Linked DNA regions of Mus musculus: regions 1, 2, 3, 4, 5 and 7 are each linked to region 6. The links are chromatin contacts, called in public ChIA-PET, Hi-C and promoter capture Hi-C maps. All regions are on one chromosome and are shown on one strand. Each heading gives the region's core, a stretch centred on a gene start, on an enhancer-like site or on the middle of the called end of the contact. The rest is flanking DNA. Distances are from core to core; before and after follow the strand shown. Region 1 holds the start of Prrt4 (proline-rich transmembrane protein 4). Region 2 holds the start of Cep41 (centrosomal protein 41). Region 3 holds the start of Tmem209 (transmembrane protein 209). Region 4 has its middle 42 kb from the start of 1700095J07Rik. Region 5 holds the start of Klhdc10 (kelch domain containing 10). Region 6 holds the start of Ahcyl2 (S-adenosylhomocysteine hydrolase-like 2). Region 7 holds the start of 1700012C14Rik (RIKEN cDNA 1700012C14 gene).

Evidence for each region. Promoter capture Hi-C pulls out the DNA fragments that hold promoters and counts their contacts. Hi-C and Micro-C count contacts between places; a contact is called where the count stands out from the background. ChIA-PET counts read pairs in DNA pulled down with a chosen protein or histone mark.
Region 1: a Hi-C map of CD4 T cells shows a contact between it and region 6, with 4 times the contacts expected there. The contact joins the promoter of Prrt4 here to the promoter of Ahcyl2 in region 6.
Region 2: a contact with region 6 is called in a promoter capture Hi-C map of pre-B cells, with 2.6 times the contacts expected there. The contact joins the promoter of Cep41 here to the promoter of Ahcyl2 in region 6. A contact is called at or near these places in 2 of 39 promoter capture datasets (liver and pre-B cells).
Region 3: a Hi-C map of CD8 T cells shows a contact between it and region 6, with 4 times the contacts expected there. The contact joins the promoter of Tmem209 here to the promoter of Ahcyl2 in region 6. A contact is called at or near these places in 1 of 39 promoter capture datasets (pre-B cells), 4 of 484 Hi-C or Micro-C datasets (CD4 T cells, CD8 T cells, embryonic stem cells and 1 more), 2 of 115 datasets of contacts at active chromatin or transcription factors (embryonic stem cells and pancreatic cancer cells) and 2 of 9 other capture datasets (liver and pancreatic islet).
Region 4: an RNA polymerase II ChIA-PET map of memory CD8 T cells shows a contact between it and region 6, with 12 read pairs. The contact joins the enhancer-like site here to the promoter of Ahcyl2 in region 6. A contact is called at or near these places in 6 of 39 promoter capture datasets (the C10 cell line, cranial neural crest, embryonic stem cells and 3 more), 4 of 15 datasets of contacts at CTCF or cohesin (embryonic stem cells, large pre-B cells, pro-B cells and 1 more), 27 of 484 Hi-C or Micro-C datasets (the Ba/F3 cell line, the C2C12 cell line, CD4 T cells and 9 more), 18 of 115 datasets of contacts at active chromatin or transcription factors (astrocytes, bone marrow-derived macrophages, embryonic forebrain and 10 more) and 2 of 9 other capture datasets (embryonic stem cells and liver).
Region 5: a Hi-C map of uterus shows a contact between it and region 6, with 5 times the contacts expected there. The contact joins the promoter of Klhdc10 here to the promoter of Ahcyl2 in region 6. A contact is called at or near these places in 2 of 39 promoter capture datasets (both in embryonic stem cells), 3 of 484 Hi-C or Micro-C datasets (CD4 T cells, muscle stem cells and uterus), 8 of 115 datasets of contacts at active chromatin or transcription factors (astrocytes, cardiomyocytes, embryonic basal ganglia and 5 more) and 1 of 9 other capture datasets (liver).
Region 7: a contact with region 6 is called in a promoter capture Hi-C map of pre-B cells, with 2.7 times the contacts expected there. The contact joins the promoter of 1700012C14Rik here to the promoter of Ahcyl2 in region 6. A contact is called at or near these places in 1 of 39 promoter capture datasets (pre-B cells) and 1 of 115 datasets of contacts at active chromatin or transcription factors (bone marrow-derived macrophages).

The regions. Positions count from the first base shown.
Region 1 is chr6:29,177,437-29,181,205 of GRCm38.p6, forward strand. Prrt4 (proline-rich transmembrane protein 4) reads right to left here and starts at 2,148. Exons shown (of 5, transcript NM_001101443.1): 1 at 2,021-2,148; 2 at 1-395. The coding sequence starts at 332.
Region 2 is chr6:30,691,077-30,695,259 of GRCm38.p6, forward strand. It overlaps Cep41 (centrosomal protein 41), which reads right to left and starts at 2,673. Exons shown (of 11, transcript NM_031998.3): 1 at 2,561-2,673. The coding sequence starts at 2,593.
Region 3 is chr6:30,507,600-30,511,702 of GRCm38.p6, forward strand. Tmem209 (transmembrane protein 209) reads right to left here and starts at 2,184. Exons shown (of 15, transcript NM_178625.4): 1 at 2,086-2,184; 2 at 1,067-1,203; 3 at 855-913. The coding sequence starts at 2,088. It also overlaps a transcript of Ssmem1 not described here.
Region 4 is chr6:30,344,666-30,348,811 of GRCm38.p6, forward strand. No RefSeq gene overlaps it. Among named protein-coding and RNA genes, the nearest start is that of 1700095J07Rik, 42 kb to the left of the region's middle. Within about 2 kb of position 2,161, at least 68 of the 459 cell types and tissues checked have an H3K27ac peak or open chromatin away from gene starts, as enhancers often do. A contact at or near this core is called in the Ba/F3 cell line, the C2C12 cell line, CD8 T cells and 5 more, where this site is marked.
Region 5 is chr6:30,399,412-30,403,429 of GRCm38.p6, forward strand. It overlaps Klhdc10 (kelch domain containing 10), which reads left to right and starts at 2,444. Exons shown (of 10, transcript NM_029742.3): 1 at 2,444-2,739. The coding sequence starts at 2,583.
Region 6 is chr6:29,766,538-29,770,561 of GRCm38.p6, forward strand. It overlaps Ahcyl2 (S-adenosylhomocysteine hydrolase-like 2), which reads left to right and starts at 1,906. Exons shown (of 17, transcript NM_001171000.2): 1 at 1,906-2,369. The coding sequence starts at 2,001.
Region 7 is chr6:30,458,263-30,462,494 of GRCm38.p6, forward strand. 1700012C14Rik (RIKEN cDNA 1700012C14 gene) reads left to right here and starts at 2,723. Exons shown (of 2, transcript NR_131049.1): 1 at 2,723-2,867.

The sequences.
Region 1 (3,769 bases), core at 898-3,397, 590 kb before region 6:
GGGAGGTAGTTCCCAGGGGACCCCACCAGCAGTTCCCAAAGGGGATCAGTCCTCAGATCGCCTTCCTCCTCTTCCTCAGACTCCTGGCCTAGTCCAGGAGAGAGAGGATGGGTCTCGGTGACAGGATTTCCCCAGACAGCAGCAGGTCCCCGGAGATGGAATTTGAAGTTTAGCCCCAGGTTGAGAGAGAGCATAGAGGCCTCACTCTGAGGTGGTGGGGTCAGAGTAGTAAGAGGGGCACCTGGTACAGAGGAAGCAGGCTGTGGACCCACAGGTACGGCAAGCAGGACCCAGCAGAACAGCCCCAGCTCCAGGCAGCTGCGGCCTGCCATGGCCCCACCTGGCTCAGCAACGCGGGTGGGCAGGGAGCTCACTTCTTCAGCAGCTCAGGGGTCCTAGAGGGAGAAGTGCTGGGAGTCAAGGCCTCCACCCGCCTCTTCCCGGATCAGATGCCCCAGGCAATGGCTCTAATCACAGAGAAGCAGGTGCAGGAACACAGGCAACGTGTTCTGCCTAAAAGAGGCATGGCAACTCTTCTTGCCAGCCCCCTCTCCACTACCTGCAGGCTCCAGGGCAAATCTCTTCCCTGCACACACTACCGCCATGCACACCCAGCCTTCCCACAAGGGGGCCTGATGTCTGACCAGAAGTCTGACTACAAGCAGGAGCCTCATCCTGAGCCAGAACAGAGGGAATCAACTTAACCTCCCAGAGGCAGATTCCCTCCCTCCTCACCCACCCCTCTACCCAGCTTTCTCCATCCCCCACCCCCCATCTCTCAAATATCTACTGAGGCCCACTGTATATCAAGCATCGTCCCAGTAATACAGTGGTAAAGAATGCAGACCCTTCCGGTTCGCTCCTGATCCCCACCTCCAGACCCAGCAAGAAACCACTGGTGCACAAGGCCCTCAGAAAGGGCAGGTCACAAGCCTGAGTGATCTGACCTGCAAGGCCATACAGCCAGCGAAGCAGGGTCCCGGGCCTAGCAGAGGCTCTCCGGAGCCTTTCCCCTCTTTCTAGGGGTTTGGCCTGCAGCTACCCTCCCCATGACCTCAGGAGTTTTTGAGGGAGGGACCATTAACCCTTTCTGGCTCCGTAGGAAAGGAGGTCAGGCAGGCAAGCTCGGTAAGGGGCAGCAGCTGCAGAAAGGCTACCCCCCTCCCCAGAACACATCTGGTGGGGGAAGGGAGAATGAACCAGGGACACACGTGCACCCAGTACCCTTACATCACACACACACACACACACAGCCGCACCTAGCACCCGTGACACACTCACCCACGCACCCTTCACACACTCCTGCACATATACACACTCCACCCTGATGCGCCCCTTTCCCTCCTACGTAGGCTCGCTCTCTCTCTCTCTCTCTCTCTCTCTCTCTCTCTCTCTCTCTCTCTCTCTCTCTCTCTGCATATGCAGTCAGCAACACACACAATCCTAACACACTGTACATATACACCACACACCATCATTTCTATCAACCCCATCTCACGCCCCTTACACACCCACCCCTCGCAGGCACACAAGCACACGCGCGTGCGCACACCACACTCCCGCTTCCCCAGTCCAGACCGACGGACCTGCTTCTCTCGCTCGGGCGAGTCCCCGGGGCCAACCCCCGGGAGAAGGGGCACCCTGGCTCAGGGGGCCCCAGCAGGGCAAGGCTCGGCGAGTCTAGCCTGTTCTCCGTTGCGCCCAAAGCCGGGACTCGAGCTCAGAGTCCCCGGATTCCCTTTGGCTTGCCGGGCGATCGCAGCAGCTGCCGGTCTGTCCCCGGCTGGGTCTGCGACCCGCAGCGCTCTTAGCAGGCGGCGGGCGGCCGGGCTGCGCTCGCGATCCGCACTCCGCTCCCTCCCCGCGGCGCCGCCTCCTGGCTGTGAGCCCGGCTCCCCGGCCCAGCGCCCGCGCCCGGGCCCCGCAGCTGCCGGGCTTCTTGCAGCCCTCCCCGCTGCCTCCCGCGCCCTCCCTCCTCTCCCTCCTCCTAGCCCGCCCGCTGTTCGCGGTCCGCCCCTACCCGGGCCGGCAGGCGGGCGCGCACATCAGCGCGGAGCCACGGCCACCTCGCTGCTCCGGCCCCACGCGCACTCATTCACCCAGCGCTGCCAATCAGCTGCGGGAGAGTCGGTGCCTCGTTCTCAGCCTGGCGCTGGCAGCCACAGGCTCGGAGGACAGCCCAACGCACACACCCACAAGCACGCCATTCCCGAGAAACACCCTCAGGCGAGGGCACTGGGCGCGCGCGCGCACACACACACATTCACACGCACACAAGTACGTGCACACATGCAACAGTAGTCTGGCATAGGTTAGTATCCCAAGCAATCAAAATCCACTCCGTTGAACCCTGGATAAAGACTTACTGCTCTCCCTTACAACAATGGGAACAAATGTGTTCCCATTTTAGAGATAGATAAGTCCCCAGAACTTATCAAATTGCTTAAGATTGCTCAGTTTGGCGGAGACTTGAACTCAGTCTTTCTGCTTGCCTTCTTCACCACCTGGTGGTTTGCAAACATACAACCACCGAGGAAGGCCTCCTACGCTTCTTCGCAGGCCAACTGCCAAATGTCAATCCCCATTCATAGCGTCTCCTTTTGCTAAAATCTCTCCAAAATACTCAGCTTCAGAAATATCTGTGGGAGAGAATAGTGAGACAAGCTGGTGTGCGAGGTGGATCACAATTTGTCTCCAATAAGACGTGGTAGAAGAACATAGAAACAAAGAAAGAGCACCCAGCCAGCCTCATGGCACTGCTAGCTAAGAGTACTGAGCAGTCGCTAAGCCTGCTGCACTATCTAAAGGCTGTATTGTTGACTGACAGGATTAAGTGTGGCTTGTTGGAGGCTGAGGCAGGCGGATTTCTGAGTTCGAGGCCATCCTGGTCTACAAAGTGAGTTCCAGGACAGCCAGGGTTATACAGAGAAACCCTGTCTCGAAAAAAAAAAAAAAAAAAAAAAAAAAGTGTGGCTTGTTTGTTAGTCTGGAGTCTCTAAATCCCTTCATGTTTTCTTTCTTCCAAAACGGTGAATTTGATAGAAACGTGCGTGCGGGCGCACATGCGGGCGCTCGCGCGCGCGCGCGCACACACACACACACACACACACACGGAGGGAGGGAGAGAGGGAGGGAGGGAAATGTCTTTAATTCTGTCACTTGGCAGGCAGAGGCAGAAAGATTGAAAGTTTGAGATCAGTCACACTCACAAATTGATACTCTCTCAAACAAACAAACAACTCCAACCAACCAACCAGACAGACAGAAAGGCTGACAGACCAAACTGCAAAAGACTTGCCCATTTTGCTGGGTGTGAAGACAAAAACCCAGCATCACCCTTCAGGTGGTAAAGGCAAAAGGATCCAAGTTCAAGACTGCTGTTGTTGGCCATGGAGGGATTTTTGAGGCCAGCTCAGGCTACCTGATAACCAGCCTCAGTAGACAGGTAGACAAAAGTGAGCTAGTCCTGCCCCAGAAAGCAGAGACATAGCATAATATTTTGGTCAGGGGAAGAGCAGGCAATGTGTTGCAATTCAGAAAGGCATCTGAGACTCATTTTTGGATCACAGAACTCATGCCACCAATAGATTCAAGATCAAATTGGGTCTCCCACCAAGCTCTCAGAGTCCGACTGTGAATCTGGGATTTATCCTGAGTCTCCAAACAAAACACTGGGAAAGCCGTGCTCTAGGAGTCCCTAAAGGAAACCACTACTCTGCCCTTCTCCCCAGGCCACTGGGGGCTGCCTAGAGGCAGTGTGTTAGGATTC
Region 2 (4,183 bases), core at 1,423-3,922, 930 kb after region 6:
ACAAGAATTAGAAAATACAGTGTGTGCTCCCTCCTTCTCTCCCTCCCTGTTTTTCAAGGCAGGGCCTTGGCTGTCCTGGAACTCACTCTAGATCAGGCTGCGATAAAAGGTGTAAGCCACCATCACCCAACATAAACTTAAATTTCTTAAAGCAGAAAGACAAAAATAGGAGATAGAAGTGGAAAAAAATCAGAACCAGTTTATATGGGTATAATATCAAAATGCTGAACCCGAGAAAGAGGGTGGAGGAAATGAAGTCAACTGTAAAATAACTCAAGAAAAAATTTACAGACTAGAAAGATATAAGGTTCTGGTGTTTATCAAAGTGAATGAGAACAGGCCATAACAAGGAATCCTTTGTGAAATGTTCTAACACAGGGAACAAAATGAAGCTTCCTGAAAGGAACAACAAGTCACAAAGCAACAGGATGGCTTTGGATTTTTCTACAGACACACTGGCTGCTGGGTCACAGCACAATGTTTTCAAGATGTTGTTTTCCAACCATGAAATCTATCTTCAGCCACACACTCAGGGGAAAAAAAAGAAGAATAAGAATGTAGAATGGAGACAGTTTTAGATAGGATATTTTGGGTACAAAAACACATATGCATTCTTTCTCAAGAATTCCTGGAAGTGGCCCTCCACTCAAAGAAGGCAGTAAAGACAGCAAGTGTTTACATCCTTCCTCTTCTGACGGACTCTTTGTCCTATATTTCCGGCTTCCTTCAGGAGAGCCCATGAATGGTCCCAGCTGGGGATGGAAGTCATCTGCCTTGATGCCCTCTCTCAAGGGCGATCATGCTTGATGGTGGGTTTTACACCTAATAGTTCTCTTTCATTCTGCCCCGACTTCCTAGCATCAGTTCAGACATATGGCAACATAACCACCTCATCAATGTCTCCGCTCCTCGACACAGCCTGTCCAACTCCATCCACCACAGTGTGGCTATGATGGTGCCTAAAATGCAAGTCTGAGCACATGACTAAAACTCCTTAGAAGCTTCTTGCGTGCTGACCAGTAGGCAGGATAATGGTATTCCCAATCTTGAACTACCCAGCCCACCCCATCACAGGCATCTAATATTGATATTATTTTAGTTGACAAAACATAATTTATTTCTAGGAAAAAAAGGTTGACATGCACACACTGTGCAATTATTAAGTTAGTAAATATCGTCATTACCTCCCTTGTTGTGAGGAGAGGTTTGGAATGTTCTCTTGGCTAATCTGAGATGTACATTAAATTTATATTTTAGTCACCCTGCTGTGTCATCTCCTGTGCCATCTCAAAAGTTTAGTTCTCCTAACAAACTTTCTACCCTGCGACCAGCATCTCTTTGTCCCAGACGCTATATCCCTAACTTCTGGTGACCATTATTCTAATTTCTACTTCACTGAGTTGGACTTTAGACTCCAAATGTAAGTGACACTGTGTAATATTTACACATCACTATCAAGGTTTAGTAGTGGCGGCACATGCCTTTAAATTCCAGTATCTATGAGGCAGAGGCAGGTGGATCTCTTTAAGTTTGAGGCCAGCCTAGTCCACATAGTGAGTTCCAGGACAGCTGGAGCTACATAGTGAGACTGTCTCAGAGACAACCAACCAACCAAACAACAACAACAAAAAACAACCAAACAAACAAAAAACCCCACCAAAATAACAGACATTACTATCATGGCACTCCAATACACATGCCACAGTTTCCGACACCAGGCATTCAACAAGAAATCCAAGACCTACAACTGGTGTTTGCTATGAAGGTGCAGAAGGCCCCTCTCAAATTGCCTTTTGTTCTGTAGACTCCTACTGGGACTTGGTCGGAGTTGAAGCTCTCCTTGGCTTTACACAGGCTGTTCTAGCAAGCTCTTCACCTGACTCACGAGTGGCCTTGATGGGTTGGGGCCTTTTCAGCTCAAGAACGCCCCTCCTTCTCTCAGCTTGAGTGCTGTCTTTCCTCCTCCATCTCTCTCCCGAAGCTCACCAATTTCCATCACTAGACTGAACTCTACTGTAGAGACTCTGTCGTTCTCTTTGTAGGTCTGGTTACTTGTTTGGTAAGGGTCAAATAACACTGGGTGACATTAAACTGCTACAAATGCACAAGGGCACTGAGGGTAAAGGAGAACAAAGGGCCCTATTTTGCTCCCTTTGCAAGGGCGGCTTGGCCTGGGGTACCCCAACTCAGAAGTGATGGGCCCCTTCACCTCCTTCCATGTTTTGGGGGTCTTTGATTTTTACTTTGTTTGCAGGTGTCACTCCTAGACTGTAAACTCTTTGAGGGCAGGGGCTGTGTCTTTATGTACTTGGCTCCTCCAAGCCTCGAACGTCGGTGTCCGGTGGGTCTTTGTGGGGCGAGCACGCCCGGCACCGGCGGGTGCCACTGACGTGGAGCCTCGGCCTGCCCCGCCCCAGGCCCTGCGCTCGGCCCCCTCCTCACGCTGGCCACTTCCCGCCTTCCGGGCGGCGGAAGTGGCCGGCTGTTCGTCCCTGCCCACGTGGCGCCTTTTCCGGTGCGCCCGCCCCCTCCGGCTCTCGGGTCCGGACCTGGCCCTCACCTCAGGATTCCCAATGTGCCTCCGGGCAGACATATTTGCTCCAACCGACCACGCTCGGGGTTCTAGCCTCACGTCTGGCTACTAATCTAGCTTCCTACCCCCCTCCAGCCCCCACTCAGCCGCCTCCCTGTAACCTCTCTTCCGATTGGCTCGGCTGCCCAGGCCAGCCAATAGAAGCTCCGTTTACTGCTTCGGCCCGGGCGGGGAGAGCAAAAAAAGCTGCTCAATGGTTGCCAAGGGCAACGCGGGACGCCCGCTAGCGCAGCTTGGATCCTGGCGCCCAGCTCCTGCCTGAGCGCGGGAAGGAAGGGGGAGGGGCTCCGGCGCCTGCGCAGACCTGAGAAGGGGGGGGGGGGGAGGGTCTGGCCTCAGGCTGGAGAGAGAACACAAATTCACCACAGGTCCCCCCAACCCTTTGTAAAGTCTTTCTAACCAAACATCGGGGCTACTTCTTCCACGGCAAAGGACATGATTTGGGCCAGGGATGTTCAACTGGAACGAGAGTGCATAGTTTATTATGTTCAGGTCTTAAGTTATTATGCAAATTATGCAAAATATCATAAGTAAACACAGTAATTATTGTTGCTCTAAAAGCTTTTAGTCTAGCGAAAGAACAGCAACCTTAATTGCAAAGAGCACACACCGTTCAGTGGTTCATCATTCATTTAACAAGTATTTAATAAGCACCTTATGAAGAAAGCGGCAGTATGTTTTGTGGAGGATGGGAAAGATGACTAAAATCCGATCCCGTTGTCATGGAAACCATTGTAACTCCTGCCACCAACCACCACCTGTTCTCATTCCAGATCTGAAAATTAAGTCCTAGCACCTTTACAAAACAATTACCCACACAGTTTGACTTGGCTCCTAAATGTCCCACCAAATCCATCAAAATTACTATTTCATTTTACAGGGAAGAAACAGCACAGTAACCCTTTGTCCTGTGCTCTAAGTCGTTTTTTTTTCCAGGAATAGAGAAAGGTTCCATTGGTTTGTTCATACTGGCTAGCTCTGTGTTAATAACAACATCCATGTGAACTATGGCAGGGTCTACGCAGATGACCTAGTCAACAACGTGGTCTCTCATACCCTGTCGTGCCTCATAGCAACTTCAGGAACCTGCTCTTAGGGCCGTATCTTGGATCAAGTCATTCAGACTGGACCTCCAGGATCTTGGACTATTGTCCTAACTGCCCCTTGTACTGTGTTTAGTGTTTAATACCTACCAAGGTTTATCTTAAATCCCTTTACCATGTCTAGTCTTTAACCCTTCTAAAATTCCCACTCATCATTCTATTAGAATGAAGGATTGGGGGCTGCAAAGGTTAGAAGGGAGTAGATAGGGTGTATTTATCACATCTTTGCATAGCGAACCCCTGTGCAGCTTGGAGTTGGAGTAACTCTAGCTTTAATTTTTTTTTCAAATCCTATTATTAACGATGGTTCTTAAATGCTTTAACCTTCCTTGTAGCCCACCACCCCACCAGAGGTAGTAGAAAAGAAAGGATATGTGGGAAATGGACCTGTTTAGAAAGGTTCTTTGGAGCAACTCAGTGTTGTCTGGAAATCGGCAGTTCAATTCACAGGTTAGCAGGCAGCGGCAGCTTGATCTAGTTGCAAATA
Region 3 (4,103 bases), core at 934-3,433, 740 kb after region 6:
TTCCATCTGCCACACCCACTCTAATAAGACTAGAAACAAACTCAAAGTTATTTTTATGTGTATGAGTGTTTTGATGACATGTATTGGACCTCCTAGAACTGGAGTTGATTGAGTCACCTTGGGGGTACCAGGAACCAAACCTGGTACTGTGCAAAAGTCATAGTGCTCTTAACCTCTGAGTCATCTCTCTATTCCTGGATGATAGAAACCCCTTCACCCCAAGACAGGCTTTCTCTGTATAGACCAGGCTGACTTTAAACTCAGAGATCTATCTGCCTCTGCCTCCTGAACGCTGTGATTAAAGGTGTGTGCTACCACTTCCAGGCTCTCCAGGGCTCTTTATATCCCAAGGATGACTCTGATGTAATCCTGAAGCAGAGGGTTTTCAGGTGTGGCAAAGGTGAACCTTACCCCCCTCCCATGCTTTATTTTTCGTGGTAGGACTCCTAACTTCCCAACTCGGTATTGTTTATAGCTTTGACCTTAGAGAGGTGGTCTCAGGTGCCAGGCTGGCCTCCATGTCTGATTCCTTCTCCCTCCCAAGTACCGGGACTAGATATTCTGCCATACCTGGCTTCTATTTTGGTGTGTTTTTGTTGTTGTTTGTTTTTGAGACAGGGTTCTGCAATTTATCCCAGGCTGGCCTCAGACTTGAAGTAATCCTTCTGACTCAGCCTCCTACTAGAATGTTCTTTCCATAAAAGGGGTTACCTCGTTCCTTCACTAGACTCATGACTTTGGGAAACTGAGTAAGAACTCATTTGTCTGAATAAAAGAATGAATACTAAGCTGAATTAAATTTACAAGCAAGTTTTCATATGTAGTAAATCTAAATTATAGTGGAAATTACTTACCGATATACCAGAGGGGCCAGTATGTCACATTATAATATGTACTGATTAACTTTCCAGTCCTGAAAAGATTAGAAAGGCTTTCCAGTTATTTAAATAAATAAATAACACGCCCACCACAAACCAACCAAACACTTAAAACCAAAACAAATATAAAAAGCCACAGTGCCAGCCAACAATAGTTAAAATTTTCACTTATGGGCTGATTAACTTACATTTCAGTATATATCATTCCAGCCATGGATACATTTAGGAGTCCCCAAGCTAAAACCACTTTCCTAGTTTCTGTTTCTTTTCTCATCTTGATGGTTCTGTCAATAAGGGAAGGATTGGGGCTTACGTCTCCTTGCATCTATTCAAAGGCAAAACAAAAAACAAAAAAACAAAACAGCCTGAAATGAAAAGAAACTACTCTTAAGAAATCAAAAATGTCTGTTGTAAAGTAACTGCTCCCCCCCCCAACTTTTCTCTTCTTTAAAATTTCTCCCCAACTTTCCCCTTTAATATTAGTATATGAAACTTTAATATTAGTATACACAACCCTGAAATATCTTCTTAGGTACCACAGAAAAATCAGCAGGGAACTTGCTGGTTATTTCAGAGAAGCTAATGGTTCCAATAAATTAAAATGTTTTGCTACATAATGTAATGGTTTGTTATTAAGTTCGCAAAGAGTTCTTTTGTCTCTGCTTCGAGTTACTACATCTAGATGAAGAGACACCAGATATCAACTTTTGTCATTACTGTGTCAGACCCTAACCTTGACCATGGAGTGATACAGGCTTAGCATCTCCTTTTGGTGATGAAATTGTAAAGCTTTTCTCACGGGGTGGACGGGTACTATTCACGTGAAGAGTCAAGAGAGAGACGGGAACGGGAACACGTGCGTTCAGTTTGGGTTACTAAAACTGTCATCTCCTTTGTCTCGCTAGGCTCAGCTCTGCAATCACTGAGAGGGCAGCTCCCGGGAGTCATATTCTAGAGCACATTAGCATCCTTCCCGCCTTCCTGCCCCGCGCCAAAACTCTCCTCGGAGAGCTTCCCTCCCTGGCTACCTCAGTACGAGCTTTATAATTATCCTTCATGTGTCTTTCTTCCCTTGCACTACAAGTGGCAAGATTCCTAGCTACATCATCCCCTGGCTGAACCTCAGGCACAACTTTAGGTTTGGAACTCTGAGGGAACAGCACGGACTCCATGTCCAGGAAGCACAAGACAACCCCCCCAAACGCACCATGTTCTTCAGCAGGAAGCCGTGGACTCGCGCCACTCCCTACTGCACATGCGCAGAGGCAAGACTAAGGCGGCGGCGGCGGGCAAGCCGGGCTACAGTTACCGGAAGAACCGGGCCCTCTCTTCTCGCGAGAGGGAGAGGGGTGGGGCAGAAGGACCCGAGCCGCGATCGTTGCCAGGGGAACGCCCTCGGATTTGTGCCTCCTACTTAGCTGCAGGAAAAGGCTGAGCTGCAAAATTCAGACCAGATTCTGAACACTTAGTAAAAAGTAATGATTGTAGCAAGCTGAAGTTTGGATATTACTAATTGTAGCTTTATCTAGGGCCCCCTACGGCTAATTGGTAGGATACAAGCATGCCTGATGTGTTAGACACACTCAGCAATGACAAAGCATTTTTCCTCTTTTGAAGTGTTTTCTCCCTCAATTGGTTTGACCCAATGTAAATTCTCAAATATCCACCTTATGAGGATGCAGCATTAGGAAGAAAAACTGGAACGTTCTATTGAAGTTAGTGGTGGTTTTGGGGTTAAAAACAAACAAACAAACAAAACCCCACCTTTGCCCTGAATGTTCTTTGAAAGAACTGAGAAAAGAGTCACCAGGGAGGTGAGTGGTTTTCCTTAGTAGCTAGTGCAAGTTCTGACAATACGCCATGTGTGGAGTACGAGGCAGGGATGGGGGCTTGGCTTCCTGGCTATTGTTCTAAAGAGCTTTGCCTGTGTCCTGCAGGTGAGGACAGGGAAGCAAGTCCAACTCTGGAAGAGCTTTCTTGGGAGTGGCAGCACTGGCCCAACTAGTGGCCAGCGTAGCCAGTGCCTGGAGAAGTGTGCCAGCCAGGCCTTGGTACATACATGCCTTTAATCCCAGCAATCGAGAGGCGGGGGCAAGTGCCTCTGGAGTTCCAAAGCTAGCCATAATGACATTGTCTCAAGATAGTAACTAAATATCAAGATTAAACAGAAGAAAATGAAGTTTCATTGTGGTAGTGCATAGTGTATGCTCTTAAAGAGCTAATAGGTTTTTAGGTTTTTTTTAAAATCATGTTTATATTGTCTTAGTACAATGTTTGGATCTGGACATAGATTTGGAGATGAACTAACTTGACAATTGTTCCAAGAGAACAGGTTCAATTCTGTCAGTATACAGTCAAATCCAAAATGACAGCTCATTTCTCCACATGTAAGTCTATCTAAAAAGGCCCAAAGATTTATTTATTATTGTACATAAGTACAATGTAGCTGTCTTCTGACACACCAGGAGAGGACGTCGGATCTCAGTATAGGTGGTTGTGAGCCACCATGCAGTTGCTGGGATTTGAACTTAGGACCCTCAGAAGAGTAGTCAGTGCTCCTACTTGCTGAGCCATCTCACCAGCCCTTGGTGTGGTTTCTCTCTGTCTCTCTGTCTCTCTGTCTTTCTGTCTCTCCCTCCCTCTCCCTCTCCCTCTCTCTCCCGCTCCCTCCCTCTCTATCTCTTGCTCTTTTTTTGTTTTTTTTCGAGGCAGAGTTTCTCTGTATAGCCCAGGCTGTCCTGGAACTCACTTTTAGACCAGGTTGGCCTCGAACACAGAAATCCTCCTGCCTCTGCCTCCCGAGTGCTGGGATCAAAGGCGTGCGCTACCACGCCCGGCTCTATCTCTTTCTCTTAATGTAACCCATAAACTAATGTGTATTTCTTCCGGGGCTTAAAAAACACTTGCCACACTGAAGTTGATAGTTACCATTATGTATTATTAGAGTTATCATAACCAAATATCCCAGAACACCAGTGCCTCCTTCAAAAGAAAAAGTTAGGCAGTACTTTAAAAAAAACCCCAAAACACCAGACTTTGTTCCCACACAGGGTTTGGGAAGATGGAATCTAAGACCAGAATGTGAGGAGGGCTGGTTTCTTCTGAGACAGGTGGTGTTGGCTTGTCTATGTGGCTTCATCTTATTCTCTCTGGTGGCCTTTCCCCTGGGTTGGTGAATTCTTGGTGTCCTTTCATCTTCCTTGAGACTACAGTAAGATTAAGGCT
Region 4 (4,146 bases), core at 911-3,410, 580 kb after region 6:
TACACATTCAGGAGTTCTCTCTCTCTCTCTCTCTCTCTCTCTCTCTCTCCACCCACCCATCCTTCCCTCCCTTCCTCCATCTCCCTCTCTCTTTCTATCCTACTCTTCTTCCCTCCCTCTCTGTCTCTCTCTCCCTCTCCCTTCCTTCCTCCTTCCTTCAAATAAATGGAATCACAGTCATACACATTGACATTTGTGGGGCTACCTGTATTCACTCACACCTTTAATGCTAGCGCTCAGGAGGCAAAGGTAGGCAGACCTCTCTTAATTCCAGGCCAGCCAGGGTTAGTCAGAGTGAGACCCTGTCTCAGAAAAAAAAAAAAAAAATCATGTCTGGCTTCTTTTGATTGGCAGGTTTTCCTACCTAGTCTGCATCAGGCTCGAAATTTGTTTCATTTCTTTCATTAACACAGAATGGTCTCCAATTTACTGTATGGCAAGGATGATCTTAAACAGATCCTCCTTCCTCTACCTCCTGAATTCTGAGACTTGTAGAGGTGTCTCACCATGTTTGAGTGTTCCTAAGAGACAAGGTCTCACTCTGCAGTTCAGGCTAGCCTCGAACTCACAATCACCCTGCCTGGGTCTCCCAAGAACTAGGGATTCGATTCTTTTGGGTACATACTTGAAAACAGAATTTCTAGGTCATGTGCTTAAGTACCTTCTGTTTTAAATCACTTAGTTATCACATCAAACTTGATCAGATGAATAATATTAATCCTCATTTTATGGATGAGGTACGGAGAGTTTAGTCATTCACTGAAAGTCACAGAGTAACGAAGAGCAAAACCAGAATTGATGTCAGAGATGTTGATACCAGAGACCACTCTCTTTATTTTTTATTTTTTATTTTTTTTTTTAAGGAAGGCCTCCAACACACACCCAGTTGGGAGTGGCATTCCATTTTTTTTTCAATCTCTTTTTTTTTTCCATTTTTTATTAGGTATTTAGCTCATTTACATTTCCAATGCTATACCAAAAGTCCCCCATACCCACCCACCCCCACTCCCCTACCCACCCACTCCCCCTTTTTGGCCCTGGCGATCCCCTGTACTGGGGCATATAAAGTTTGTGTGTCCAATGGGCCTCTCTTTCCAGTGATGGCCGACTAGGCCATCTTTTGATACATATGCAGCTAGAGTCAAGAGCTCCGGGGTACTGGTTAGTTCATATTGTTGTTCCACCTATAGGGTTGCAGATCCCTTTAGCTCCTTGGGTACTTTCTCTAGCTCCTCCATTGGGAGCCCTGTGATCCATCCATTAGCTGACTGTGAGCATCCACTTCTGTGTTTGCTAGGCCCCGGCATAGTCTCACTCTCTTTATTTTTATTTATTTATTTTTTAAAGAAGATGTCTTGGCTGGCCCGATACTTACTATGTAGCTCAAGCTGGCCCTGAACTTATGACAATCCTCCTGACTCAGCCTTCTGAGCTGGGATCACAGACATAATGCCCAGCCCCAGAGTCCACATTTTTTTTTTTTTTTGACCATTGTCGTAGACTAGCATTGTCAGCTGACATGTGAGCAGAAAATAATTGTGCCTTCATCATTGAAAGGAAATCCTATAGATTTCAGAACTGTGAGCTGCTTTGAAGTTGGGAGTGGTGCTGAGTCCCGAAGGGATGGTCACCAATGAAATAGGGAGTGGGACACAAAGGGACGTTTAAAAGTCACTAGATCAGCTGGGTGTGGTGGCGCATGTCTTTAATCCCAGCACTTGGGAGGCAGAGGCAGGCAGATTTCTGAGTTCGAGGCCAGCCTGGTCTACAGAGTGAGTTCCAGAGTGAGTCTACAGAGAAACCCTGTCTCAAAAAAAAAAAAAAAAAAAAAGTCACTAGATCAAAGCTCTGCTGAGTGTGTTTGGGAAGATCAGCCATCTCCTAAAAGCTGTTAAAACAAAACAGACAATCCCAGTACTGGGGATGCTGAGGCAGGAGGATTGAGAGTTCCTGGCTAACCACACCAGGATCCAGTGAGATCCTGCTGAAAAAAAAAAAAAAAAAAAAAAAAAAGAAAGAAAAAGAAAAGAAAAGAAGGCTGGAGAGATGACTCAGTGGGTATATAAAAGTTATCGCTGAGGCTTCCAGTCTTTGTAACCATTGTAACTATGACAACCTAGACAGAAAATGGGATGTGGCTTCTGCTAAGTTTGAGGTGACAACAGGATGTCCAGGTGGAAACATCCAGGAATCTGTGAGAAAGGGTGGTGAGCCATACAAGCCTGGGCTAGAACATGTGAGAACACAAAGAACAGAGCTCGTGAGAGGGTGCCAAGGTTTTCACTGGGAAGCCTCGGTGTGTTCTAGTCCTGTCTGTCACAAGGTCCCGGGCCTGCAGCCAGCAAGAAAGCCACAGCTAATGCTACCATTCACGTGGAGGCCAAGCCCCTCCCTAGCCATAGTTGAGATCCCAAAAACATCGTCTGAGCTCTGTTTTAAAAGGACCAGGCTGCATATTTTTCATAACAAACATTTTATAAGATATGTTGGTATGAAAGCTTTGGGCCACAGGTAATAGTAGCAACAAAGACACATCTTAGGAAAAATTGATCCAGGTCATTGGATGCAGAATCAGGGAGGGGGCCCACGTGAGAAATGGGACACTCATGTAGACTCAAACTAATTTGCCACAAATTACTCATAATCACAAAAGGGCAGATAATAACAGGGAAAAGAGATTAGACATCTTAACCAAGAGAACAAAATCTATGTCTCCCATTTGAGTACTATCCAGTGTGGACCCTGCTTAGCTTCTAAGATCAGAGCAGAGTAGGTGTGATCAGGGCAAGATGGTGACAGAACAAAGACTGTCTCATTAAAAGATACTATGTGTCTCTGTGTGTGGAATCTCATGCAGGCTATGTTGTTACTTATTGAATATTTCAGTCAACAATGTAATCTAGCTGGGCATGGAGGTTCACACCTTCACGTGATCGCAGCAAGAGAAAGGCAGAGGCAGGCGGAACCACTGTAGGTGCCAGACCACACAGAGCTAGATAGCAAGATTCTGTCTCAAAAACAGAACAAAGAAAACCAAAAGGACCAATGAGCTGGCTCAGCCAGTAAAAGGTGCTTGCTGCCCTGCCTGATGGCCTGCTTTTAATTCCTGGAACTCACAAGCTACGAGAGGACTAACTCTTATAAATAATCCTCTGATCTTATACCTGCACACACACAAATAAATAATTTTTTTAATTGACTACAACATCAGTGGTGAGCCAGGATTACATACTTGTCTGTAATCTCAGCATTTGGGAAGTGAGGAGCAGCAGGAAGGAGGCTCAGGGTCAGCCTTTGTTACATGTTGACTTTGACTCCCTGACACCTTGTCTCAAAAAAACAACAAAAGTGCTTGTTTGTCCAGCAGTGATGACACACATGGATCTCTCGGAGTTCCAGGCCACCCTGGTCTATAGAGTGAGTCCCAGGACAGCCAGGGGTCACAGAGAAACCCTGTTGAAGGGCTAGAGAGATGGTTCAGATGTGAAAAACAGCTGCTGCCTTTCCAGAGAACCTGAATTCTGTTCCCAGCACCAGGCTGGGTGACTCACAACTTCCTGTAACTCTGGCTCCAGGGGATCCCATTCCTTCTTCAGGTCTCTTCAGGTACCTGAATACAGGTGAGCACAAATACACATGTATATATATATGTGTGTGTTTCTGTGTGTGTATGTATATGTATATGTATATGTATATATATATATATATGTGTGTGTGTGTGTGTGTGTGAAAACAAAATAAGAAAAAATATACTTAGGGTCTAATCACCAGGAAATACCATACATACATATCCAATCTGGGAACATGCTTTCAACTGGCGTTTATAAAAGGCCATATGAGAGATGGGACAATGGTTTAGTGCTAAGAGTTCTGGCAGCTCTTCTAGATGACCTAGAGTCAGTTCCCAGGACCCACGTGGCACAATCTGTAACTCTGGGATCCTAAGGTGCCAGGCACACATGTAGTCCACAGACACATGCAGACAAAACACCCATACATATACAAGTAAAAATAAAAAAATTGCTGGGCGTGGTGGTGTACGCCTTTAATTCCAGCACTCGGGAGGCAGAGACAGACGGATTTCTGAGTTCGAGGCCAGCCTGGTCTACAGAGTGAGTTTCAGGACAGCCAGGGCTATACAGAGAA
Region 5 (4,018 bases), core at 1,194-3,693, 630 kb after region 6:
TCCTAGAAAGACAACATTTCTTGGCTCTGGAGAGATGGCTTAGTGATTAAAGAGCACTGACTGCTCTTCCAGAGGTCCTGAGTTCAATTTCCAGAAATCACATGGTGGCTCATAATCTAATGGGATCCAGTGTCCTCTTCTGGTGTGTCTGGAGACAGCTACAGTGTACTTGTATGCTTAAATTAAATGAATAAACCTTTAAAAAGGATATTTCCTTATATTAGAATCAGGTTGTTCAGTTGGTACAATTCATTTTTAAAAAAATGTATATATGAGTGTTTTGTTTGCATGTATGTCTGTGTACCTTATGTGTGCCTGGTACCATTGACACCAGAAGAGGGAATTCGACTCTTTGGGACTGGAGTTACAGGTGGTTGTAAGTTACCATGTGGGTACTGGGAATCAAATCCAGGTCTTCTCGAAGAGTGGCCAGTGCTTTTAGCTGCTGGGTCATCCCTCCAGCTGGGGGAGTACAATTCTTTAGAAAAATTAACTCATTAGGGGTTTTTTTTTTCTCCTGTTTTAGGATCACAGACTTTGGTTTTGGGGAGCGGCTGGGGACAGTCTCATAAATCACAGAGTGGCTCTAAACTCATTATATAGCCAAGGCACTTGAATTTATGGGCCTCCTACTTCTGCCAGTGAGGTGTTGGGCTGGGGAGACAGGCAAGCACCATCACGCTAGGCTTCTGTTTGGTCCAGCCTTTTTTCTTAAATTTAATTTAATTTAATATATCTGGGTGTTTTGCCTGCCCTTATGTCTGTCTGTACATCACTTGCATGCCCAGCACCCAGAGGAGGTCATAACAGAGCGTCTGATCCTGAATTTGGACTTACAGATGGTTGAGAGCTGCTCTGTAAGTCCTAGGAATCGAACCAAGGTCCTCTGGACGACCAGCCAGTGCTCTGCATACATCCTTCTAGCTCTTGGTGGTCCTGGGTTTGTTTGTTTGTTTGTTTGTTTTTGTTGTTGTTGAGTCTGGATTTTATGCCGCTAAGGTTGGCCTTGAACTTGTAATGTATCTATCTGAGTGGGGCTGGATTTGAATGCCTGATCTTTCTGCCACCATCCTCGGTTGGGGATTACAAGAGTGTGTCACCATGCTGAGTTTTATACTGTGGCAGGAGACTGTACCTTTGGTGCTAGACAAGTATTTTAAGCAACTGAGCTACCTTCATCCCCAGCTCCATGGGTTTTCTTTTTATCAGATGTCAAACATTTCAATAAACTGTATCATAATGCATAATGGATAAAAATACTTCTTTTCCTACAGAAACTGGGTGTGGAGACAAAAAACCAAAATTTCATGACGACATGAAATTTGCTCACTGAGATCAAAGGAGACTTCTGGTCTCAGCACTTTCTCCTTCTCCACCCCACTCCTTAAAAAAAAAAAAAATCCAACATGTGAGGTTCTCATGTGTGAAACATCAAGGGGGTCAGCAGTCCATCAGATTAGATCTTGAAAGGTTTTGTTTCCCTTGAGAAATTTATGTTTTTTTTCCTTATTTGGAAACAGCAATGTGTATCTGCATTTTCCCACTGTGCACTGCGCCTCCCCAACTTCAAAGCCAAATTTTCGGTTTAATTTTGAAACGATGGGAATTTCTGATATTTACATTTTAAAATCACATCGTCCGTTCCATTTTCTATCGTTAACTGTGTATATTGTAAGACAATTGAGGTGGATTGTTTGTGTGTGTGTGTGTGAGTAAAACATTTACTTGATCGTGTGTCATCTAAGAGAGTATCTTTTTCTATTGTTTTTTTCTTGGCAGGCATACACAAGCCGCGTGTTTAAATAAAGATCTTCACTGATGCCTGAAAGATTTTCTTATTGAAATTTTCACTTGTGTTTCTATGATTACTCTAATATCGAACAGTTTTCGGTATTTGCTAATCGGGTTTAAAGCTGTTTGCTCTTGACGTGGCTTTTGCAGGGGAAGGGTCCCGGCAGTGCCACCGTGAGACAAAACAAATGATGAAAGCCAGGAGTTTTTTAGATTTCATCTGACTCCTCCCCCTGCCCCCACCTCCCGTGAGCCCTTTGTGTGTGGCAACAGTCCGCAGACCGGGGCTCAGTTTGCAGAACTGCAGACAGATGTACCAACACCAAGTACATGCATTGTGTACCTATGATGTTTCTAAATGCAGTGCTTATGGGACAGAATTCCGGAGTATCGACCATGCTGAGGCAGCGACCCTGCTTGGGAGTCTCCTCTGGCGTAGCCTCCCCGCTCGGTCTTCGACTATCTGGTCTGAGCCCCCAGCATCCCGGAGAAGCGGGCGAGCTCCGGGAATCGATGCGCTCTCTGAGCGTCTGCTTACGCCTTTTCTCCCCCCATCTCTTTTAGCTATAGCTATGGTTACCACGTCTCTCCCCGCCTCCCTCCACCTGCCAAGAAAGAGACTGCCCATTGGTCCACTGTCACCAAGGCGGCCAGCCATTGGTTGCTGGAGAGCCCGGCGCTACCCCGGCCCCCGTCTCCCGGGTCTCTTGAGGAGCCCGGGAAGGAGGCTCGGCTCGCGCTGCCGGGGCAGGGGCTTGCCGGGACCGGGCTGCGGCAATCGTTAGCGGGCCATGTCGGCTGCCCAGGGCTGGGACCGGAACCGCCGGCGGGGAGGAGGCGCGGCCGGCGGGGCCAGCGGGGTTAGCGGGGCCGGCGCGGCCGGCGGGGGTCGGGGCACCGGACAGCTCAACCGATTCGTGCAGCTCTCGGGACGGCCGCACCTGCCAGGTGAGTGGTGGGGCCGCTGCCGGCGAGAAGGTGGCGGTCGCCGGGCTCTGCTGCCCCTCGGACACACAGCCGAGGGAGGACAGGGAAGCAGAGCAGCAGGAAGGTGGCGTTGAGGTCAGGAGGGGAACCGGAGCACGCCGAAGAGAAGTCTCGCTGTGTCGACAGCTCGGGGAGGAGAGTTGTATTTTCCTCCCGACCGAGAGGCCGCTGTCTCTTTGACATTCCCAAATGTTTCGCTTGCCCGGTTCTTAATCTTTTCCTCTTCCGCGGATGGATGTTGTGAAAGAAAGACATTGGTGTTTAACTGTGGAAAATTATTTCAAAAGGAGTGCCAAATTAAGGAGAGGAGAGCAATATAGAAGTGATTTTGTTTGAAAGGAAAAAAAAAAAGCCAACCAACTGTGTCAGAGTTGGATATTTTGAAATGGAATGAGCATGTGAAAGTGTGTGTGTGTATGTATGTATGTGTGTGTGTGTTGGCTAGGGAGTATATGGGAAAGAAAATAAAAAAGATTAAGGGAAATGGTTGAATCAGTAATATTTGGGGATGTACAGAGACAGAATGGGTAATGGTGACTAGATTTTAAAAGGGGGAAATGAAGATCATGAATATAAAGAAACGAAAGGATGTGATCCCGGTATCAAAACTGAAAATTGGAAAAATATACCTACTGCTAAAAATTTCATGGTCTTTGAGTTCACATGTTTTAAAAAAAACAAAACAAAGTCATGTAGGTATGTGTGTAAACAGTTGTAAAAAGCGTACGTTTACAAATTTTCAGTCTGTTAAAAGGTAGAGAATTAAATCATGCACAGAATGCTAAATCATTTTATTGGGCAGTCGTGTTTTTTTTTTTTTTTCACCGTGAAGAGAATTGTCAGGAATGATGTACTAGACCTTCGCCATGTTTTTTTGTGTATGTGTGACTAGTGTTAAGTTGATTGTATCAGTGGTATATTTGTTTAGATGTTTTGAGAACCTGATTGTTTCTGAATTGTGTTTACTATTGTGACTTGTTCTTCTAGGTGGTAAAAAAAATCAGTTGATTAATTTAAAGATAACAAAGGGGATTTTACTTATTCAGAGAGATAATTACTAATATTTGTGATATGGTTTTTGATGTGTGCCAGAAATGTTCATTAACCCATTTGTTCATGCCATTAAAATAAAATTGAGACATTTGTAAATAATCAAATATACCATAAATTGGATTTGAATAAACAGTATCAGACTGGTATTCTGGAATTGCTAAATATGTGATGTTTAACAAGAAAAAAG
Region 6 (4,024 bases), core at 656-3,155:
GGGAGCTGTTAGGGCTGCAGTCACTTTTTGAACAGCCACAAACCATAATCCTCTTTGCCTCAGTTTCTTTAGGAATAAAAAAGCCTACCTCATAATATGCTAAAAGTCAACCACATCTTAGTGCCCTTTTCCCCCTTTAGGTAATATTCACATAAAAATTTAAAGAATGTGCAACTAAAATAATTTTTAAGCTTATGCATATGTGTGTGTCTGTAGGACAAGAGGGTGTCACACCCCCTGGAGCTGGAGTTGCAGGTGGTTGTGAGTTGCCCAATGTAGTTGTTGGGAACAAATTACAGCAAGGGCTCATAAATTTTGAGCCAACTCTCAAATCCCTAGAAAGTATGGTGTTGTCTCCTACTTTTTAGTCTAACTTCCTTCCTCCCTCTTTCTGTAATGTATATGTGTGCTCTAACTGCTTGTACATCTGCAGGTCAGAAGAGGGCATCAGATCACCACTATAGTTGGTTGTGAGCCACCATGTGGTTGCTGGGACTTGAACTCCAGACCTCTGGAAGAGCAGCAGATGCTCTTAACTGATAAGCCATCTTGATGTTGTTATATGCCCCTTCCCCTTCCCCGCCAGGGTATCTCTGTGTAGTCCTGGCTGTCCTGGAAATTGCTCTGTAGACCAGGCTGCCTGCCTCTGCCTCCCAAGTGCTGGGATTAAAGGCTTATGCCACCACCGCCTGGCTTTTAGTCTGATTTTTAAAATTATAAGCATTTATTTCCTTTTATCATTAAAAGACTATTGGAGAACTCTTCTTAAAAGAAAAAAAATTCTATCATCAGTAGAACATTACTTTCAGGTAAGTTTCTTCTTTTTGTGACAGGCTTTGGCTAAGCAGTCAAAGCTAACCTCAACACATTTCTGATTCTCAGGTCTCTGTCTCCTGAGTGTTGGGCTTACCACTATGACCAAATGGTACGCAATTTTATTTTATTTTTGTTATTAAAAATAAAACTGGCAGCTGGTGATCTGGTCAAAAGTTAATTGAATTTGTTGCTCATTTAGAGGGCCCAGGGTAGATTCCCAGTTCTTTTCTGGTCCTTTAATTACATGTGTGCGGTAGAATTAACTTTTTTTTTTTTTTTTTTAAAGACAGGGCCTTGCTTCATAGCTCAGCTGGCCTCGAACTATTATCACTGGTGACGCATACACTTCAGATGTTCAAATTATTACTGCGTACTCCACCATACCCTGACGAGATTTCTTTCTTTGGGGATTTGATTTTAGTTACTTAATTCAAGAGTACGCCAGAAAGCATGACAGCAGGAAATGGCTTATTTCTTTTCTTCTAGAAACCAACCCACTGAAGAAAGGCTCGGAACGGAATGGAGAAACCCCATGCCTTCTAGCCTGGAGCCGGAATTCATCTCACCTGACCTGCCGCTTTTCCTTTAAAGGCCGCCCACGTGATAGCACACATGCGCACACTCCGGAGGAAATTCACGCCGTCAGGGGAGCGAGTCATTCTTGCCCCCCACTTTCCCTGGGGTTTCTGGCATTCCTTTCCGGAAACCACAACCCCTCTGGAGACATTCTCCTCATCTATTCCGTCGCGTCATCCGTTTTTATACTTTTCTGTTAGTCGCTGTCCTGGGAGTTCCCTCTCCATCAAAAACTACTTTCCGGAGGAGGGACGAAAGGACTACAACTCCCAGGGGACTCTGCGGCCTATCCCCCACCCACCCCCCCGCGAGGCGAGCGCAGTGCAAGTTGGTTGCTGAGGTCCCACGGTCTTCTAGTCGCGTGCAACCCGGAGCAAGCGCACTACAGGTTCTGTGGCGCCTCGCGCGTGAGTCAGACAGGGGTGGGGCGAGGCTCGAGAGGCCGGGCTGGCGGCGAGCGAGCGGGCGGGCGGAGGAAGGGGGTGGGAGCGGAGGCGATGGAGGGGAGGAGTGGGGGTATGGGGGAGGGAAGGGGAAGGGAGGCGGGAGGCGGGGCCGAGTGGGAGCTGGTGCGAGAGTCAGAGTCGGCGGTTGCAGTGGAGGCGGTGATGTCGGTGCAGGTTGTGTCAGCAGCGGCAGCCGCCAAGGTGCCTGAGGTGGAGCTGAAGGATCTGAGCCCCTCCGAGGCGGAGCCCCAGTTGGGACTGAGCGCGGCGGCCGTGGGCGCCATGGTACCCCCAGCGGGTGGCGGGGACCCAGAGGCTCCAGCTCCGGCTCCCGCGGCGGAGCGGCCCCCGGCCCCCGGCCCGGGCTCGGGGCCCACCGCGGCTCTGAGCCCTGCGGCCGGGAAGGTCCCTCAAGCGTCCGCCATGAAGCGGAGCGACCCTCATCACCAGCACCAGCGGCATCGCGACGGCGGCGAGGCCTTGGTCAGCCCCGACGGCACGGTCACCGAGGCGCCGCGCACGGTCAAGAAGGTACTGGGGTCGGGCTGCCTCGCTTCTCGGAGAGGCGGGGAGGGCGGGCACGGGAGTGGCGGCCCTTCAGGGCACGGCGGCACCCGGTTCCACACCCTCTAGATCGTGGAGCCGAGAGTCTTCTCCCACCCTTGAACCCGCTCTTAGAGCGGCCGCCACCCGGTGCTCCGCTGCGAAGCGAAGCCTCTAGGTACCACGGGCGTACTTTACTAATAACATGGAGGTAGCGCCCTTCACTACTACTTGAACGAGGCAGGGGGAGGAGAAGCACCTACTACTACACCCGGCGCCTCCAGCACACTCCCGCGTGTAATTTTCCGGACTGTTCGGTGGCATAGAAAAACCTTCCCTCCAGCGATAAGGATAGCAAGATCTTTTTCCTTGGAGAACGAGGAAGCTGTAGTTAGCTCTCTCTCATGAGAGCTCGGGAAACCCTCTGAGTTGCCTGGCTTCTGTACAGATGATGACTTTCTGCCTTTCTGTGGCCAACAGCTCTCCACAGGGTAGTACTGATCTGTGCCCTTCCTTTCTAGCCATTGCAATTCTCTTGTACTGCGATTGTAGACCGGTAATGGAAAGATGCTTCATTCACCCTGAAGAGGGCTGGTCTCTAGGATTACCAGATTGTACCTGAAGAGAATGCTTATTTTATTCATATCTTTATCGTGAGCAGAAAGTGTTAGGAAGAAATGCTTGCTACTTTGAGGAAAGTAATCGTTTGGGGCTGTCGGCTTCCTTCATAAATAGAAACGTGTAATGATGGTACCCCCGAATTATTTATATATTGGCTATACCCTTTACCCACTCCCCTCGTTTTTTCTCCCATTTATTGATGTCAGCACAAGAGGTAAAAGACAAGATCTGTGGATCATCTAAAAAAAAATGTGGCTTTCATTTCTTGGGAACAGTATGAACACAATGATTTACGTTTTTTCCCATTATAATGGGTGCATTTTGTTCCGTCAGAACAACAGTAAAAAAAGATATGAAGTGTACATTGGGTTTACTATGTAGAGTTTAGGTGAACCTTGGCTCCAGCAAAACATTTTGTTGTAATTACCTCATGACTTAGGGCAGTTAACTTTTTCATTTGGTAGTGCTAAATGATGTCAGAGGCAAGACTGAAGGAATTTAACAGTGCTTTAGGGCATGCTGTGTCCTTTGCAGTTTGGTGTGTTGTCCTCCCCTCTCCATGCAATTATAGTTAAATGGAGGAATTACACTTAAAAGATGCAGCCTGGGCTAGTGCTGGAAGTACTTAGGTCAAAATTAGGAAATCCAAAGCCTATTTCTCACTTGTTAAGATGGTTTGTAGCTTTGGCCAAATCTTTTTCTTGTGACTGTTTTTTTTTTTTCCCTAAAGTTTGTAATTTAGTTCTTTTAAGGGTAAAATGTTTAACAATTTACTTTTAGAGTGAAGTTTATACTTAGGTGCAGACCTAAGTTTGAACATAGTACTCCCTTCCCCAGATTTAACTTTTGAATAAGTCTATAAGGTAATTTCTCCAATAAAATGGGGGTACTAATTATGATTAAAGATTAAAAATGTTTATGGTCATCACATAGAACTTGGTACCTACAGTAGGATCTTAAACAATAACTTATTAAAATTTATTATTTCACTTCTCATTGCTTAAGTATATGTCACTGTGACC
Region 7 (4,232 bases), core at 1,473-3,972, 690 kb after region 6:
TTGTCCTGGCCCTGTCACCTTGATGTGAGAATGACAGTCTGATCAAACAGACTCGTCCCTTCCCTCCCTCGAGAGCACTGAAATACGAGTAAAATGGTGCCAGTGTTATTCTTCCTCAAGTGGACTAATAGTGTCTCCGAGACCTCTGTGCGGCTTTAGTGGCCGTGGAGAGTGCTCAGATTGGTGCTAATGGTCCCAGTCATGGCTGCTCTCTAGAGCTGGGAGGTCTCAGATTAAGACAACCATTAGGTAACATTTTAATTAGAGATAAAAAGAATAGTGTCTAAAACAAACAAACAAACAAACAAACAAACAAACAAACAAACAAAGGCATCAGTGTCTAGACTACTTAGTCCAGTAGTGTTGAGACTGACGTGGAGGCTGGGGATATAGCTAGGTGGCAGCAAACCTGCCTAGCCTGTGACATTCGAGGGAGGCCTGGGCTGAACTGCTGGCATCTCCCTCTCCTTACAAAACAGAAACCAAACAACTTGTCTTTCTAGATAGTGTGAAAATAGCTTTTCTCACTAAGTCTGTAGTTGGAATGATTCAAAGGATACAACTGTGAAGTTCCCCACTCGTTCACACGCAGCCTGACTGGTATCTGGGAACCTTTAAGAGCCAGCTCTAGAGAGGAACAAATGAAGGGGGAGAAGGTTTGGGGAAAAAAGCAATCTGTTGTTCTAAGTGTCTTATTGTGTTGCGGGAAATGTGTTCCTTGCTATCTTGTCCCTTTATAACATCAAGCAAGAGTATTATTGTACCTCTTTTTCTTCTCCATAGTTGGGTGAAAAGAGGTGGGCGGGGGTGGACCTTATTCCCAGGAGACCCTGCAGATTAGCCATATTCTGATTCACCAAGGTTGGGACAGCCCAGCCTGACACACAGAAATGAGGTCTCTCGGCTCGGCTCAGGCAGCAGCCAGGCAGGCGGGAAGGGCCTGTCCAGTTTGGCTCCTCAGCCCAGCTCTAGGGTTGGTGAAGAGAGGACACAGACAGCGGCACACGCTGGCCACTTACTATTCTTGGCACTCAACACCAAGCCAGGATCCTCACAGCGGTTGCATCTGTGAAATACATCAAGTGTCAGTGTGTGTCACCTCAGAAGGGACGGGCAGATCAGTTCATCTTTTATGAACCATCTCACTAAAGCTACCAAGAGTCTGGGCCTCAGAAGGTTCTAAGACTGCAAGGCCCACTTTCTCTCCCTGCAGGGTAGCAGAGCCATATCTGCCACGTGCTGCAGTCAGGCGTCACTCTGTCCACTTTCTGCTTAGCTAATTTGTGCTGGAGCCGGCGTGGTGGTGCACCCTCGTTTTTTCATCCCAGCATTTCGGCGGAGGCAGGTGGACCTGTGAGTTTGAGGCTAGCCTGGTCTATATACACTGAGTTTCAGGCCAACCAGGGCTTCTTAAAACAAAATCAGAAACCAAACAAAAACATTGTGTTGGGATGCGGGAGGATAAGCCAAGGGCCACCAAAGTGTTCTTGCCAAGGGAGTTACCAGCTCTCCCAATGCCAGAGGAAGGGTCTCCTTGGTAAGAACTCTCACTGCACCGATAAAGGACCAGACCCTTCCCCAGGTGGGCGGGGCTCCGCGGAGCCGCAGTGCAGCACGATGAAGCCTGTGCCTGGGACGGGAAGCTGCTCTGGAAGCGAGCGCCAAGTCCCCCAGGTGCCACCGCCAGTCACTTGTCCCGGCAAAGCTCCCAGTGTCCACATAGATGCGGAGCCAGGTCAGGATTTTTCGAATGTAAAATGGCCTCGTGCTTCGCGGAGAAGCTGCCCAGGGTGGGTTCTCTGCCGCCCCCTGGCGAGCAGCGCTGGTCCTGGTCGTGGGCACCGCGACTAGCAGCGGCCGGTGCCCACGCTAACTGTGCATCTAGTGGGTACGCAACCGGCTGGGATGCCACCGGGGCACAACCTTGTATTCAGGCTGATAGCACCCGGAGGCAGGGCTTCTACCCAGCAAACCGGTTAGAGGAATCAGGTACTGAGAATAGAGTACTTTAGCTCAAGGCTCAGAGGAGCACAAAGAGCTAGAAAGCTTTTCAGGGACAGCACCCACCACCTCCTGGTGGCTTCTGGAAGGGGAGGAAGCCTACGAAAGAAACCAGAAAAACTGCAGGAGACTTGGAAAGTTAGGGCGAGGAGAGGCGGTGCTCAGAAGGCACTGATATATAATCGCGCTCCAAGGCAGTTAGTTGGGAAATTTTAAGTTCGAGGCTACGACAATGATCTTTTTGGTAAATAGGGTGAGGCCACTTTGGCCAGGGCACTCAAGAGTACATATACAGAGCAAGGCCTGGCCTTCAGCTCCCATCTCTTTATCCTGGGGTGGGGAGCCAACCTGAGCACAGCAGTCACCCTGGGGCAGCACCTCCAGAGGATGCACTGGAGGCCAAACTCTGGCCTTGAGGGAGACAGGTCCACTTGGAATTAGGACGGGGTACCACGGGTGTAGGACCTTCTCCACTAAAGCTTCGCAGGATGAGGATCCTCCCTCCCTCCCTGCCTTCCACAGCCCAGTGTGGCAAGAGGGGCCTAGGGCTGCGGGGGAGAGAACCACTCCAAACCGGAATGATCTGGTTTAAGGCAAGCTGATTCTCCCTCCGCTCTCCCCCGCCCTCCCTTCTCCTCCTGCGACAGGCTGCTTTTTGTCGCAGTCCCCTGACCAAGGTAAACAGGAGGGAGGAAAGAAAGCTCTGTTTCCATGGCAACCTAGAGGGCGGTCGATTTGGCTCTCTCGGAAGTGCTTGTATGAAGGGGAAAAGAGGCCTCACTGGAAAAGCAACAGGGAGGAAAGATCCTAGCCGCGTTCCTGATGGGGGTTATTCTGGAAGGTGATGTGGGCCTGGAGTAGGAGAGGTGAGGGGCCTGGCACCCTCAAGTGAGGTGGCAGATGGAGCCCGGGACCTGGATACTCCAGGGGCTGGATTCACACCAGAAATGCCACCATCAACCTGGGAAGTATCAAACAGGTGCCAGAGCTCTCCGGGCACATGCTTAAACCCTCACGCCTTGCTAGCCCAGTCCAGAAAAGCTTCCATGGCCGCTCGCTCTGCTAAGCCACGGGGATAAGCCCGGCTCAGTCACCAGGATGAGACTCAGGGCCAAAGACAGGTTCTGTCTGAAAGACTCCCCACCCAGTTCTTGGAGAGTGAGCTAAGAGAGCGCTCCTCCCCTGAGAGTAAGGCTCCAGCATCCTTTCTCCTCCAGACTGGCCCAGCTCCTGTGTGGCACCATGAGAAGAACAGAGTAACCCCAGCATGGGTTGATGGGTGTGGGTCACCATCTCCTGAAGGAGGAGGACTGTCCTGTCACTCTTCAGAGGTCAGCTGAAGTCCTCACTAACCAGATAATTACCACACACTGAGACTTTTCTGAGGAGCACCCTGAGAGGGCCAGTAGCCTCTCAGGGTTCCTATCAGCGTCCTCATAAACTCCTTCTGTCCCGGCTTGGGGAAGATAAGGCAGCTTGCCTTGTCTTTAGCTATCATCTGAATAGCCCGGCCAGGAGAAAAAAGACAGAAGCTATGGGTTGGTCTTCTTCTGACCCCAGGGACGCAGCAGTAGAGACAGGGACTATGTGGAATCTGTATGAGGTATCTTGGTTTCCTCAGGCCACACGGTGACTCCTGGCAGTGAGGCTTCCAAGATTTGGAAATCCCAGCTCCGGAGCCTTTCCCTGGAGCCAGTGGAAGCACCTGATCTGTCGGGGGGGGGGGGGCTGGGGGGGGGGGAGATACCTTTCAGACCAGAACAAGGCAACAGATGGACGCGTTTTCCTTGTAAGATGCCCAGAAAGGCCACATCTCAGCTCTTTCCATGGCGTGGGGATTCCAAAGCTACCTGACCTTGGTGTCTTGCCACGATGCTCCCTTTAGTCCAGCCATGGTGCCGCTCCTTGGATGATGAAGTGTGTTGTTGGGGGCCTTGGCACCAGTGGCTCGCTCTTCCTCCTGCGTTTCTGTGGGTCTGTCCTCCATCTCCGGTTCTCTATTCAAATATCATCTCAGTGAGGAAGAGTCAAAGCTAGGGTCCCACTAGGAAGACTCCAAGGCCTTTGCCCTGACCCTTCTACCGGCTCTGTCCCCTTCCCATCTCCCCCATGGTCATAGAGTTTACTGCCTGTTTGTTCCACCATCAGGAGGACAGGAGCTGACTCTATCTTGTTCATTCCATAGTCCTTAGAGCCTGGAACAAAGTAGGTGTTCAATAAACACTTTCAGC